Regions from separate parts of the Anser cygnoides genome. Here region 2 is linked to region 1. Evidence: chromatin contacts called from public Hi-C data. All regions are on one chromosome and are shown on one strand. Each heading gives the region's core, a stretch centred on a gene start, on an enhancer-like site or on the middle of the called end of the contact. The rest is flanking DNA. Distances are from core to core; before and after follow the strand shown.

The links. A called contact is a pair of places that touch in the nucleus more often than the background predicts.
Region 2: a Hi-C map of granulosa cells shows a contact between it and region 1, with 1.6 times the contacts expected there. The contact joins the enhancer-like site here to the promoter of TSPAN18 in region 1. A contact is called at or near these places in 2 of 7 Hi-C or Micro-C datasets (granulosa cells and liver).

Annotation. Positions count from the first base shown.
Region 1 is chr5:13,826,918-13,833,333 of Taihu_goose_T2T_genome, forward strand. TSPAN18 (tetraspanin 18) reads right to left here and starts at 3,755. Exons shown (of 12, transcript XM_048063638.2): 1 at 3,663-3,755.
Region 2 is chr5:13,877,509-13,883,924 of Taihu_goose_T2T_genome, forward strand. No RefSeq gene overlaps it. Among named protein-coding and RNA genes, the nearest start is that of TSPAN18, 50 kb to the left of the region's middle. Within about 2 kb of position 3,238, at least 1 of the 3 cell types and tissues checked has open chromatin away from gene starts, as enhancers often do.

The DNA.
Region 1 (6,416 bases), core at 2,505-5,004:
TAAAAAAGGGAGAACTTAAGAAATAGCTTAGAACGGAATAAGCAATTTCAGACCCTAAATAGCTCACTTCTATGCATTTTGGGGTAGAGATACACGGGCTGTGCCCTCCCATGCAAATACATTACTTGGTTTTGAGCTACTATTTTGAAGTCACAACTAGAGACCTCAGCTTCCCAGCCCTCGCTGTACTATTTTGATTTTTTTATAGGGAAAAAAAAAAGGATCCAAAATCTTTCTCTCTGATTTTACCGATGAGAGCTTAAGTTTAAGTTGGGGGGAGGATCAACACAAACTTTAGCCAGAGAGACTCTTAAAAAAGCAAAAGTAGGCTTTATCTTGCAACAAAACCCCCAAACGAGGGCTGCTTCAGCAGCCTCAGAGGCTTAGCAAGAAGTATAGATATTCATCTCATTTAATTATAGCTCCCAGACAGACCTTGGACCTACAACCACCTCACGCAATGACTCATCCTCAAGATGTCAAGAACTATGCACTACCTCACAACACTCTCCGAATACAACTTGGACCACCATCTGTTTATTTAGATACTTAAAGCCTCAATTTTGTAGCATCTGAGCTTCTCGTTTCAAGTCCTTCCTGAGCTAAGACCCACGGCCCCATAAATCCAGTAGCTTCTGTTTCCAGGGCAGTTGTGTCTGTTTTCCTGCAGCCTGGTGAGAACAGACAGGACCAGAGATAATTAAATAAAAACACAGGAACTGCATTATTTATTTTAAAGGAAAACGTGTCTTCTAGGAAGAAAGTCCTTTATTTGGGCAAATCTGTAAGCTGTTTATCAGCTTAAACTCATTATCTGCCCATATGGTCTTAGTACTGTGGTTTAAAAAAAAAATGGGCATGCACTAGCTGATGAAATGTCATCTGCCCTTATGCCAGAAACTAGTATTTTTGCATTGACGTCAAATTAGGATCCTTGCCACTAGTGAAGGGCTACCATAAGGATAGTCATAATATTTTAATTATGAAGGGATCTTACAGAAGGCAGCAAGGAAGGCAGGGGGAAGGCAAGAAAACCCATTCACAAAAAAACACAAAGTCATTTAATTCACTTTTTGCCTCCTCTGCTCTAGTTCTTTTTGTTTGGGGAGGTGGGGTGGGAAAGAGAGCGCTAATTTAATTAAAAAAAAAAAAAAAGGCAAAAAAAAGGCAAGAGAATGAGAAGCTAGAGCCAATAAACACACATCAAAGCATGAAATGGCTCTGCTTCAACTGCCTACAGTATTCAACCTGGGATAGATTAAGGGAAGATAAAAGGTGCTAGGAGAGAAAACGCTGCCCCTACAGCAGCGCAGGCCCGGTGCGCAGAGCACCGACACCCCAGCCGGCTCCGTCACACCGAGAGCGGTGAGCGCAGGAGATGGACCCAGCCCGCAGAGACCCACACCGACCGGCCACCGCCTGCCATCGGGGACCAGCCCCGGGCAGCTAGGTGGCCTGAAGCCTTTCCCCTGCCCCACCGGGCAGGAGCTGGGGTTACAACTCTGGGGGTCACCACCAGCCACCCAGGGTCTGGCGCAGGACGTCGGACCTGGCCGACTGACCTGTCACCCTGCTGATACCAGGAGAGGAACAAACCGAAGTCGCGGTAACAGATGTTAGCCGTGTTTTTCCGAACCGCAGGGCTATTCCTGGTTACGGATACTGTTTCTGCCTTTTCAAACAGACCTGCAAGGCTGCGTGTATGGAATTATTTGAATTAAACAACGCACAGACAACTTGGCAAAGGAATTGAGGATAGCTCAGCATTTTCATACACACACAACGATTCCCGTTTCCCTTTTGCCCAGCCCCACCCTGAGAAGTATAATACACGTTACAGCAGCCAAAAGTGAGATCACGCCAGGATAGAGTCATTCGTTGCCATCAGCTGAGGAGAGGACGCAAGCGCTCCGATCCCACTCCCCTTGCAGGGAGAAAAAACAGAAGGAAACACCACTCTGCCTCCCTCGGCTTCCACTGGGGGGACGTGAAGTTGCTGGGCTCCGCTCTAACTTTTTAGGCAAGCCTGGAAACGCAAGCCCGGTGCTCTTCCCAGCATGCCATATCCTTACGCCCCAGAGAAAATAAAGGGATTTCCCCACGATTTACAAAGGAAACATCGCGTACTTGCCTTACGAACCAACACAGCCCCTGAGCGGGTTTGGCTCATCTGCAGCAAGCAGAGGGCTGGGCAGCGGCTGCGCGGGGCTGCCATGGCACGGCACGGCACAGCACGGCCAGCCCTCGCTTGGGATCACCCCCAGGGCCGGGGGCTCCCAGCTGGGGCCCCCCAGCCCACCCCAGGGCTCGGTCCCGTCCTGCCCCAGCGCTGGGCTGGTTTGCAGGCTGGTATTTTCTCCCTCCGCTCATCGAGGGGTAACCACCCGCTCACCTGCACCTCTCCTGGGCTGGGACACGGCTCCCCCAGCTAAGCGATGTGCGGGAAGGGCTGCTCTGCGGGAAGTGCAGGACGGTCAGAAATTGTATCCCCATTTCGCTGACAAGTCTGGGCTGTCTCAGAAAAGTTAAAGTTCCTCTTTTCCCTCTTCTCATCCCCCTCCACTTAAATTCATGGCAACTGCACTGCACAGTCCTTCAGCTAACGCCAACAAAAGCAGCGCTGCGGCCACAACAAATACAGAAATATTAACTGCCTTCCAGGGAGGGTCAGCCGCTTGAATCATCTGACCGTACTACATAAATACTTCAGAAAAAGCAGACAACAGAGAAGCATATGCACCATCCGACACAGCTGAAATTTGAAAAAAAAATCCCCCCCCCATTATGAAAAAGAAAGCACACACCTATTTCTTCCAGCGATGTTCCTGTCATTTGCCTTCAGCCTGTTCACTTTTGAGACCCAGCAACTGCTGCTCCTTATGAACGCACTAAGCACCACAACGATCATTTCACTGGCAGAGCCCACGAGGCACTTGAACGCATCTCGCTAAGACAACTCTAGAATAAAAGCGCCCGCTTCTACCCACTGGTAAAAACGCAGGGCGAGCCCGCGCTCACTACCTGAGTGCAGCCAGGCAGGCACGCAGCCATCTCCAGCACGCTCCTGCCCAACCAGCTTTGGTAGCCACTGGCTATTCGATGAAATACGTGCCTGCAGCCTATTAATTGCGTTCGCAGTTTCTGTTATTACAGAAACACAGGCAGCAAGCACGCAGGGCTCGCTAATAGCCAAGAGCGGCATTAGGGAGAAATAAATTACGCTTACCAAAGAGACCTCACAGGAAAACCATCCAAACGCAATGCAAACGCTGCCTACTCGCTCACTGAGCTACCTACCCGCAGAAGTTTAGGTTCCTACAAAGCCGGCTCCTACAAACCCCCGTCCTCGGGCAGCACCGACCCGGGCGGGCAGGGCTGCAGGCTGCGGGGGAGCAAAGCCCCGCCGGGCTGGGCACAAGTGGGAACCGCGGGTAACTCCCCCCCCCCCCGTCCCCCTGCTCCATCCCGGCCCCGGGGGCGGCAGCAGCCCGACCCCAGACCTACAGCGGGGCACGCCCGGGGCACGCAGCGCTCCCCCCCCGGCACCGGCGCTGCGGGAGCGGGGACGAGAAACCCGGGCACGGCCGCGGGCAGCGGCTGGGGCTCGGCCGGACCCCGGTGCCGAGCCCCGCAGCCCCTCCGCGGCAGCCCCGGCCCCTTACCTCCCGGCGGCTCCCGCTGCCGTGCTCGCCCCGTGCCCGGCCGCCGCCGAGCGCCGGAGCCGCCAGCGGAGCGGCTCCGCCTCCGGCCGTGCCCCCCCGCTCCGCCCCCGGCCCGGCCCCGCCGCCGACAGCGCCCGGCCCCGGCCGCCGGGGAGCCCTCGGTGAGCCCCGGGGGTCCGGCAGCACCAGGGCTTGTGGCCCGGGGACAGGCGGGTGTGAGCCCGCCGAGCGGCTCCGGTGCGGTGCGGCACGGCAGAGGTAGCGCGGCTGTCTTGAAGGGGGCATCTCCGGCCCCCGCACGCAGCCTGAGCGCACCTGGGGGGTCGGATGTGATGAGCCGAGGGTCTCTTCCAGCGTACCTGGTTCTGTGATGCGCTGATAACCCGGCTGTGCCCCATTGGGGCGACGCTTCACGGGCCCTGCTGCTCACAGAGGTACTTGCTGCCTTGGTGGTAAAGAAACCGAGGGCGGAAAAAGCATGCAGAAGTTACACGTACTCTCAATAGCAACACCTCAGGAGTAAGGAGTCAGTAAACTGGATGTTGCACTTGCATATGGTAAGAGATAATGCAGACCCTGTGAGTTGTCCCACGCAGGCACGTCCTGGTGTTTCCAAGAAGCCCTGTTTATTTCACGCTGCCCTGCAAGACAAGGGGATGCGGATCTGGATCCTCCCAGCTTGTTGGAAGAACAAGAGGCAACACGAATGTCTAGCAGTGCTGTGCAAAGGAAAAATGACGCGCCAGCATCTCCATGTATCTGCTAATGCCTCCTCTATCTGGTAATGAACAGATACAAGGCTCCCCAGGTGCAAATATTGGCGTTGGCTTTCTTTTTTCCCTCTTGTGATATAAAGATAGGGAGATACGCACAGAAGCTAACACTTATGGCCCCAAATCCATTTCTCTGTAATAGCAAAACTAGATTGCACAACCAGATCGTATTTGTAACATATGTTTTGTTACAGTCTATTGCTTAAGACAGGCAATCATTTTCAGGTCTGATATTTTCTTATAATGCTTGGGCCCCTGTTTTTCCATTGCTGTTTCACTGTTCATTTATTTGTGTCACAGCGTGAGCCTACCTCTCCTTGCTCTTTGTGGCTGAGTAGGGGATTTCCATTTCTTTATTAGGCACAGTTTGACACGAGGTAATAGCCTTGTTCCTCATTTGATTCCTTTGCAAAGGACTCGGAGTGCTATTTTCCAGGAGGCTGGGTTGTCATACTCCTCGAGCAGCGGATCGTGGTTCTTTCAGGCCATGGTGACGTTTGTGCTCAGCAGATCTGTCACGCTGCACCCCCCCCCCGACACAGCGCCTGCACCCCACACTCAGCCCCGTGCTGCCACAGGCCCGTGCCAGGACCCCACAGTTTCGCTATATATGCGGTGAATAAGCCGTGAAAATGTGGGATCGCATGCAGAGGGCTTCTAGGAAACTGAGCGGGCTTGCTCGTGCCCCAGACACCGCAGTTTTAAACAGCTCCACGTCCCATAGAAAACTTCCCTTCCTCCTCGGGGGCACCCTTGCATTTTTCCAACAGCTGCCCCCCCAGCTCCAGTGACATCACCATTCTGAAACTATTCTGGAAAAACGTACAGGGCGACGTATTGAGACTTATACACGTTTTCTGTTTTCCACCCTGATTCCATGAAACTGTTTTGTAAATGAACAGAAGAGAGCTATATGTGACCCCAGCTTCCCAAGCCCCCACGAGCCCGCATAGACACAATAGTCCTCTTACATGCTCAATGTGCAATTTAAGGGGCCGCCACCGAAAACGAGCTTCCCGAGCTTATAGTGCTTTCACTATCATGAAGGAACTGCTTTGTGAGTCCCAGCCGGCGCTGAGCTGAGCTTTGCACTTAAAGCTGGGGTTTACATTCATCACTACGTATGAAGGATGTAGTATATCCCCCACGAACTGAGCACATAATAGCAACAGCCTTGGATAAAAACAGTTTTACTATAGATAAGCTTGCAAGAGGCACATTTTACTTGTTTTCTGCTAAATACATCACTGACATGAAATCAGAAGAAGGAAATAGTTCCATGGCTTAGCCCAAAGCACTGGAGCCGCTTTCTCCTGTTTCAGCAGCGCCAAGAGCTGAAGGGCTGCCTCGTGAATATCGCATCCCACGTACCGTAATCTGGAGTCTCTCCCAGTACCTTTTTGATAGGTACAAGTTTTCAGAAGCAGAAATTGCCACGTTGGGAAGCCATAAACAAACCGGGGCAGGTTCCTCACTGGTGCTAACTGTGGATTTTGAGAGAATTGAGTTTAACTCCATGCAGCTAACCCAATGCTTCTAACCTCCCTCCCGCCTGTGCTTCACGCCTGACTTCCCAGCTCCGCAGTCTCCCTTCTGCTTCCTCCCCACCTTTCCTCCCACTTCCTTTGCCTCCGGACATCTCCTTTTCTTTTCCGATTATTTTCTCTCAGTAGTCCTACTAATGTTTTTCGAATTTGCTGTAAGGCGTATAAAGAAGTAATCCAAGCACAATCCAGCTTGGCTGCAGTTCCGAGAGCTGGACCGACACGCAGCCCAGCTCGTTGCCTCGGCAGATGGGCAGAAGGAAACTCTCTGGCATCTGCATGCTGGAACCTGAGTATCAGTCTATTTCCAGATAACTGCGGCACATTCCAGGAGCAATCTGTGCTCAGTAGAAATCACAGTGTTATTAACTCTGCCGTGAGGCTGAACGGCACTTCGGAGAGCGCAAAGCAAACAAGGCCTTAGCCCCAGCGAGCCG
Region 2 (6,416 bases), core at 1,988-4,487, 50 kb after region 1:
TTACACAGGGTCTCAAACTACACATAATTGAGGCTTGGAAACAAGGATCTAACTTAACAAAACCACAGACATACTGGGATATTAGGATATTAGCAAGCTTCATTTCAAAGGAAGAGGTGAGATGATAGGGCCTTTGGAAGAACTAGGGAAAGGAGGAAGAAAGGCAGCCGCAGTTGTGCCTGGGGGCTGAGAAGCAAAGTAGGAGCACTCACTGGCAGCAAATCCAGCTGCCAAACCGTGCTGGAGGGTCTGCTTGCACAGCCCTGCTTACAGGTAGGCTCCACTGAGAGTGCAGTAGCTAAACAAGTTTCAAAATCAATGGATATATTATACAGTTGTGCTTCTCTCTCCCTGTTCTGCTTCTCTCTCTTCTTAGGCAATCCCTGCAAGGGATAACACTTGCATTTTTCCCTCTGCTTCTTTGATTGTAGTTCCATTTCCTACTCTGGTGTCTCCCCTGAGGGCTGCTATTATCCTGCTCTTCCCAACCCCACCCTGTTTCTGCCCTTTCCTCTCAAAGCTTAATTTCCCTGACTTTGATGCTCTAATTGGCTATTTCCCGCTTTCAGCCATTACTTTGCTTCCCTGTGTGCTGGCCACCATCCCATGCTTAATCTACGTTTTGAAAAAAGGGTAAAGCACAGACCAGAAATGGCACCCAGGAGCACGCAACTGCGCTGTGAGGGGACTGAGTAAGCCAGGAAAGCACGAGTGCATACCCATTAATGAGCAGTATTTACAATTGCTGTTACCTGAGGCTCTCTTATGAGCAGAAAACTTCACTGTCTTAGTCCAGTGGTTTTGCAGCTTTGTGATGTTTTGTAGCACCCGAGGCTGTGTCATCCACTGCAGTACAGAATGATGAGATCTCCTGCAAGAAAGATTTTGTGCATAAGGATTTTAGCCACTGGCAATGTAGCAGAAAAGAAACTCAACAAATAAAAACAGATACTTAAGCAAACTGTAGGATAAGGAGCTAAGATCATAATGAAACCCTTATAAACCAACCACAGATGTGCAACATCTAGTAAGGAAAACATTTTCCAGTATGTGGAGATCTTTAATATTTTGGAGAGGAAGATGTATACAGCCTGGAAGAAACTGCCAGAAATGTTGAAAATCTAGGTTCGAGTTCTTTTTCTACCTTCCCAGGAGACTGTCAGGCAGTGCTGGTGTCTCTCTTACTTTCCAGATATGAGCTGAAATTTTAGAATTTAATCAAACTCTACATACTCACAAAATATTTCCCCAGAAAGCCCCAACATGTCAAAATTTCCCAGCCACTGCCAGGAAGAATTCTTGGGTCTTGGAATACTTGGCTACATGATTCTGATGTCTTCAATGCACTAAGCTGGTGGTGGGGTAGAGAGATTAAAATGAGAGAGAACTATAGTTTATAAGGCAGCGGAGTAAAAAGGGAAACTGAGATAAGAACGGAAAGGGAAGGAAGAAGAAAGAAACATGGGATGCGGAGCAGTATGGATAGCTAATTCTCTTCCTAGGACAGGCCAACAGATAGATATTTTTCCAGGCAGGATCAGCCCACCTCACAGCTGCTCAGAACATGAGCTGGGGGATGGGAAGGGAAACAGGAAAAATAGCAGTTCACTGCCAAGCAGAAATTGCACTGGAAACAGGCGCCTGGGAATGTGCAAGATGGGATTTGCAGGCAAAGCTATGCAAGATGGAGGAAGAATCCATATTCTGCAGGGTAGGGAAGACCACTGAAAAGATCCCAGGTCTCCAGTAAGGTCTGTTTTCTTCAGAGTTAATCCACACAATTTGGAGAGGGAAAAAAAAAAAAAAGTAAAAAAAGAAAAGAAAACAGCACTAAAATTTACAGTGATTTTATGGCAGCACCTACCCTTCTGGTGCCAGCCCTCGCAGCTTCAAGTCTCCCTGACCATCAGCTGCATGCTGTCCTTTCGCTGCTCAGGGGTAGTGACCCAAGTCCAAACCCACAGACCTACTTGCTGCCAGAAAGCACTTTCCCAGGGCACTTTCTCCCATCACAACAGATCTTCTTGACAGTGGATTGCATGGATCTGTTAACCCCGTGGATTTCTAATTAGGGGCCATGTGAAGACACAGACTGTTCATCATTCAAGACTTGTTTGCTGTCATGATATCACAGTCAGGGACTGATATTTCAGGTTAAGATGTCAGTCAGCAATAGGAATAACTTAGTTTTCCTCACACTTTATATAAACAGGAACAAACATCATAAACATTGACTGAAGTTAAAAAAGAGAACTAGTCAAATTACTTTACAAGACAATTTTTTAGTGAAAACATCAGATTTCAAAACTTTGAGAAGAAAATACATACTTATACATATTTTTTAAAAGTTCTAAAAGTAGGTAAAATTCCCAGTTTTTTTTCCTTTCTACTAAGAAAAAATGGAAGTGAGAATTAAAAAGAAAATCAAAACAATTTTTCAGAAGTGAAAATTCATGTCTGTCTTTGAAATTGAATTCTGAGGCAAAGACAAAACTATCATAATATTTTAGACAAACATACCAATGTTTTGTGTGTGAAACAACATTTTAATGAAAATACAGTGTGAACAGAGCATGGAAAAACTAAGAACTTTGTAGATGAAGTATGAGTTTTGCAGATAGTCACACTATTTCTTATTTTCAGTTTTAAAACCCAGCAGAGGAGATGAAGCGTGAAAAAAAGGCAATTTTTCCCAGAGAAAGATGTAACACATTGAAGTGCACAAGGTGAGAACTGTTTAAAGTCGCAGAGGTGGACATCAGCTTTGTGATAGTGTCAGAAGACAACCAGTGGCATCCCATGAAAAGGGTCTTAGGTTCTGTTTATCGGAACTGACAGGAGTGAAAAGAACATTTCATTGTTATCTATCAGCGGTAACGCTGATCTAACTGAACTAGGTGTTCATTTCCATGGAGCACTGCCGCCCACAGTTGTACTTACACAAGCCAGCGCTATTGGCCTTGCAGACATTACAGACTTCGTGTTGCCTGAACAACATGTAGGCATTTGCACTGGTGCGAGCTGCATGCAGAATGTTTTTCTATCTGGAATGGCAGCAGTTTACATTTTCCTTGAACATCTTCAGGAGAAAGGAGTCCACAGGGTCAGGATAACAAAGAATTAAACACAGTATGTCTGAGACAGGAAGAATGCAATTATTATGATTTACAATGCTATCAGGATTAACATCTCTCTCTAACAAGAAGTGCGAAGGAATCTCAAGCCATTAAACTGTCTCGCTCTTAGCTATTACATGTGATCCACAAACAGTACAGTGCCCTCTAGCACTGTCATAAAGTATTAACCACTAGTTAATACTTCCAAATTGCTACTCGGAAGCATCATCCAAATACCTACCAAAAAAAGTTCAGTCTGAAAGGGCTGCAGACCCCTGTTTAGAATCAGTATTTTACTGTCTTGAAATTGCTAATTATTCCTCATCCCCTGGGGGAAGAAAAACTATGACTCATTTTACTGGTTTCTAAATGAAAGTTTGGATTAAGATTCCCCTTGTGTTTTCGACAGCTCCTTAAGACAATACAGGTTGCTCCCTGAAACAGAAATGGTAGTAATTGAGGAGTGGGATCAGAGTTTAAGAAACCGTCTTTCTGAAATGAGGATAGGAACAAGGGAAGTATATTAGCGGAGCAATTCACACCATATAATAGGGTTAGCCATTGTTGATAGTAGGTGGATATGTAAACAACGTTAGAGTACAGTTACATTTGATTCAGGAGCTGCTGTGCTATTCTCTGTGTCCACATGCAGTTTGAATAAACTAACTGCTGAGCGTTGACCAAGTGGAGCTAATTTATAGGAGAAGGATGAATCTGAGCTGCTTTGATCCTAGATCACTAGCCTTGAAGAGGCCAAGGCTTGGTGTGACTGTCCTGTAAATGGGGACCAAGGGCTAAGAGGGAGATTATCAGAAAATAAACGTGTTAGAATATAGTTGTGTACCTGCTGCAGGCATTGGGCAAAGTTCAATGGGTGCTATCTTTTCTAAAGGAACAGGGGAAAAGCAAGAGAATATCAAAGTCCTTTGGTAACAGGGCCAGGGCAAGGAGGCAGCACACAGAGAACCAAGCAGGGAACACACACGTTAGTGCCCCTGCTGACTTCTACTGCTGCCCAGGGGAACAGGCGATGGTCTGTAGAAATGCAGATAAAGATAAGTGTGTTTAATGATCTGGGAGGTATCTCAGCTGCCTAGATGTCTTACTGTGCTTCCATTGGCAATGTTGCACAGGAGCAATACTTACTGCATAATAAATTTTCTTCTTCGGTCTTGCACCTCTAACTGCTCCTTGAGTTGCTAGTCCTACAGCTTCTTTATGGAATTCAAAACTTCTTCGCAGCTCACGTTCTTGGTCTATTTAGACCCTCCTTGTAGACACAAGCAGGGACTGTCTAATCACACTGAAGGAACAACTCACCCAGTTTCTGTTGCATTCAGAAGCTACAGAGACGGAGGAAATCTTCTTCCATTCCTCAAGTCGTTATTCTAGCAAGATTTACTAGGCTGTGGTCTAATTGGATATAACAGGATCTTTGAGATCCCATTAGTACTTTTCCCCAGTCCTGTTTTGACTGTAGAGGACAATCCCTCAATGACCAAAGAGGAATGGATGAGATAGCATAAAATAACAGGAGACCTTCTTTCCCCTCTATTTCTAATATCTATGCTATGGATATCATACACAGCAGATTATATCTGTGCCTAAAAGCAATAGGCCACTCAAGGGAAATTGCACTAATTAAGTATACAGGCTGATTGCTGTCTCATTTAGTTCCTGTCTGCTCTGCCCTGGAAGAGGACACAAAGAAGGGATTGTGGAGACTTCAAGAAGCATGGATGAGTTTTTCCCACAGTTTAGAATACTTGCATGTTGGGAAGCTTGGGATCAGCTTGGCTGGTGTGCTCTTCGTTCCTTACTGGCTTCATCTTAGAAGTCAGGACTCGATACCGTAAGCAAAGTGCATTCAGTCAGTGCAGTGGTTACTCCCTGCAGTCAGAGAATCTCTGGGCAATGAGGAGTCAGTCATCCCCAGCCAGCAAGCTGCTCCATTTGCCAGCTGGAAAAGGACCCACAGACTGCCCCAATGATGCTTGCATATAAATCTGGGGGATTACGGGGAATGCAGAATGTGGCAAGGGCTCTGGAAGCAAGAAAGGGAATCACAGCCAAAAGCTCCCTCCTCGCACAGCCTCCCCATATCTTCTCCAGGGGCCCATAAGAGCTCTTTATTCCAGCCTCCGTTCTCAGTCTATTTGGTTAGATAATAAAGGACCAGCTGGAAAACTCTTTCCTATAGGCCATGGTAATAAGCTCAGCCCAGAACACGTGGAAGATGACCAGACTAATTCCTGCTGTTTGCTTGAAGTGTGGTAAAGGGTTTGCTCAGATGAACTGCAAAGCCTCTGAAGTGTTGTCAGCACCATCGATTAGACTGGAAATAAAAACTATAAAGACCTCCTATTTGAAAACAGTCTGTGTGGTGCAGAACCCTGTGATACATGTCAGGAGTCATGTGAGACACTGTACCTATTATTGTATGGCTTGGATCTGTGTAAATGCAGTGTACAGTTCATGAATCCATTGAGTCTGGGACAGCTGTTAACTGTTTTTCCAAAAAAAACTAATATATTTAAACAGGCACACAAAAGGCACAGATGACTTCTCAAAATATATTAGCACATGGAGCTATTTTGCAATAATTCATGTGCTACTAGTGCTAGCCAGTAGACTTCAAAGGTGTGATACTAGGTATGAAAAGCCTATCTTTGTCTTTTAAAAGGCTCCCAACTCTTATTATGTAGGCTTTGAACCCTGAAGAGCTAAACTGATATTTGCAAAAGATCTTGGCTTTGTAGAAAGGACATGATTAGTATTTCAAATCAAGCATTTAACTCTCTGATGCATTTCAAAAGTGCATTGTGGCATGGGACGTTGTAGAGGTTTTATTAGTACAAGCGAGGAATGGCCTGCATATCTCACTTGCAGCTTTGCCAGATCCTTGCCAACAAGAGCAGAGGCCCACAGTACACAAGCAAGAAAGCAGAGCAGGTTCAGTGACATTAACCAGCCAGCCACAGTCCAGTGGCTGCCAGACAAGTCCACAAAGACGAGGCAGGTCTGAAGTCAAGCCTGGAATTCAAGTCACCAGGTCAGGGTCCAAATTAATGGAACCTGCGACGTAGCTCAGGCCAGGACAAAGGGTCGGGAGTCTAAACGTGGCTCCCAAGGAAAGGAAGGGGGGAGACCCCTGGCAAGGCTCCACACAGATCTCACACAGCTCGTTTCACAGCAGCCTGACCCCAGGCCACAGCTGCGCGTACCAGAGCTGGCTGTGGACAAGGGCAAACAAAGCCCTTGTTGGGGGGAGAAAATGCTGCAAAACCATGTTGGTGCTCT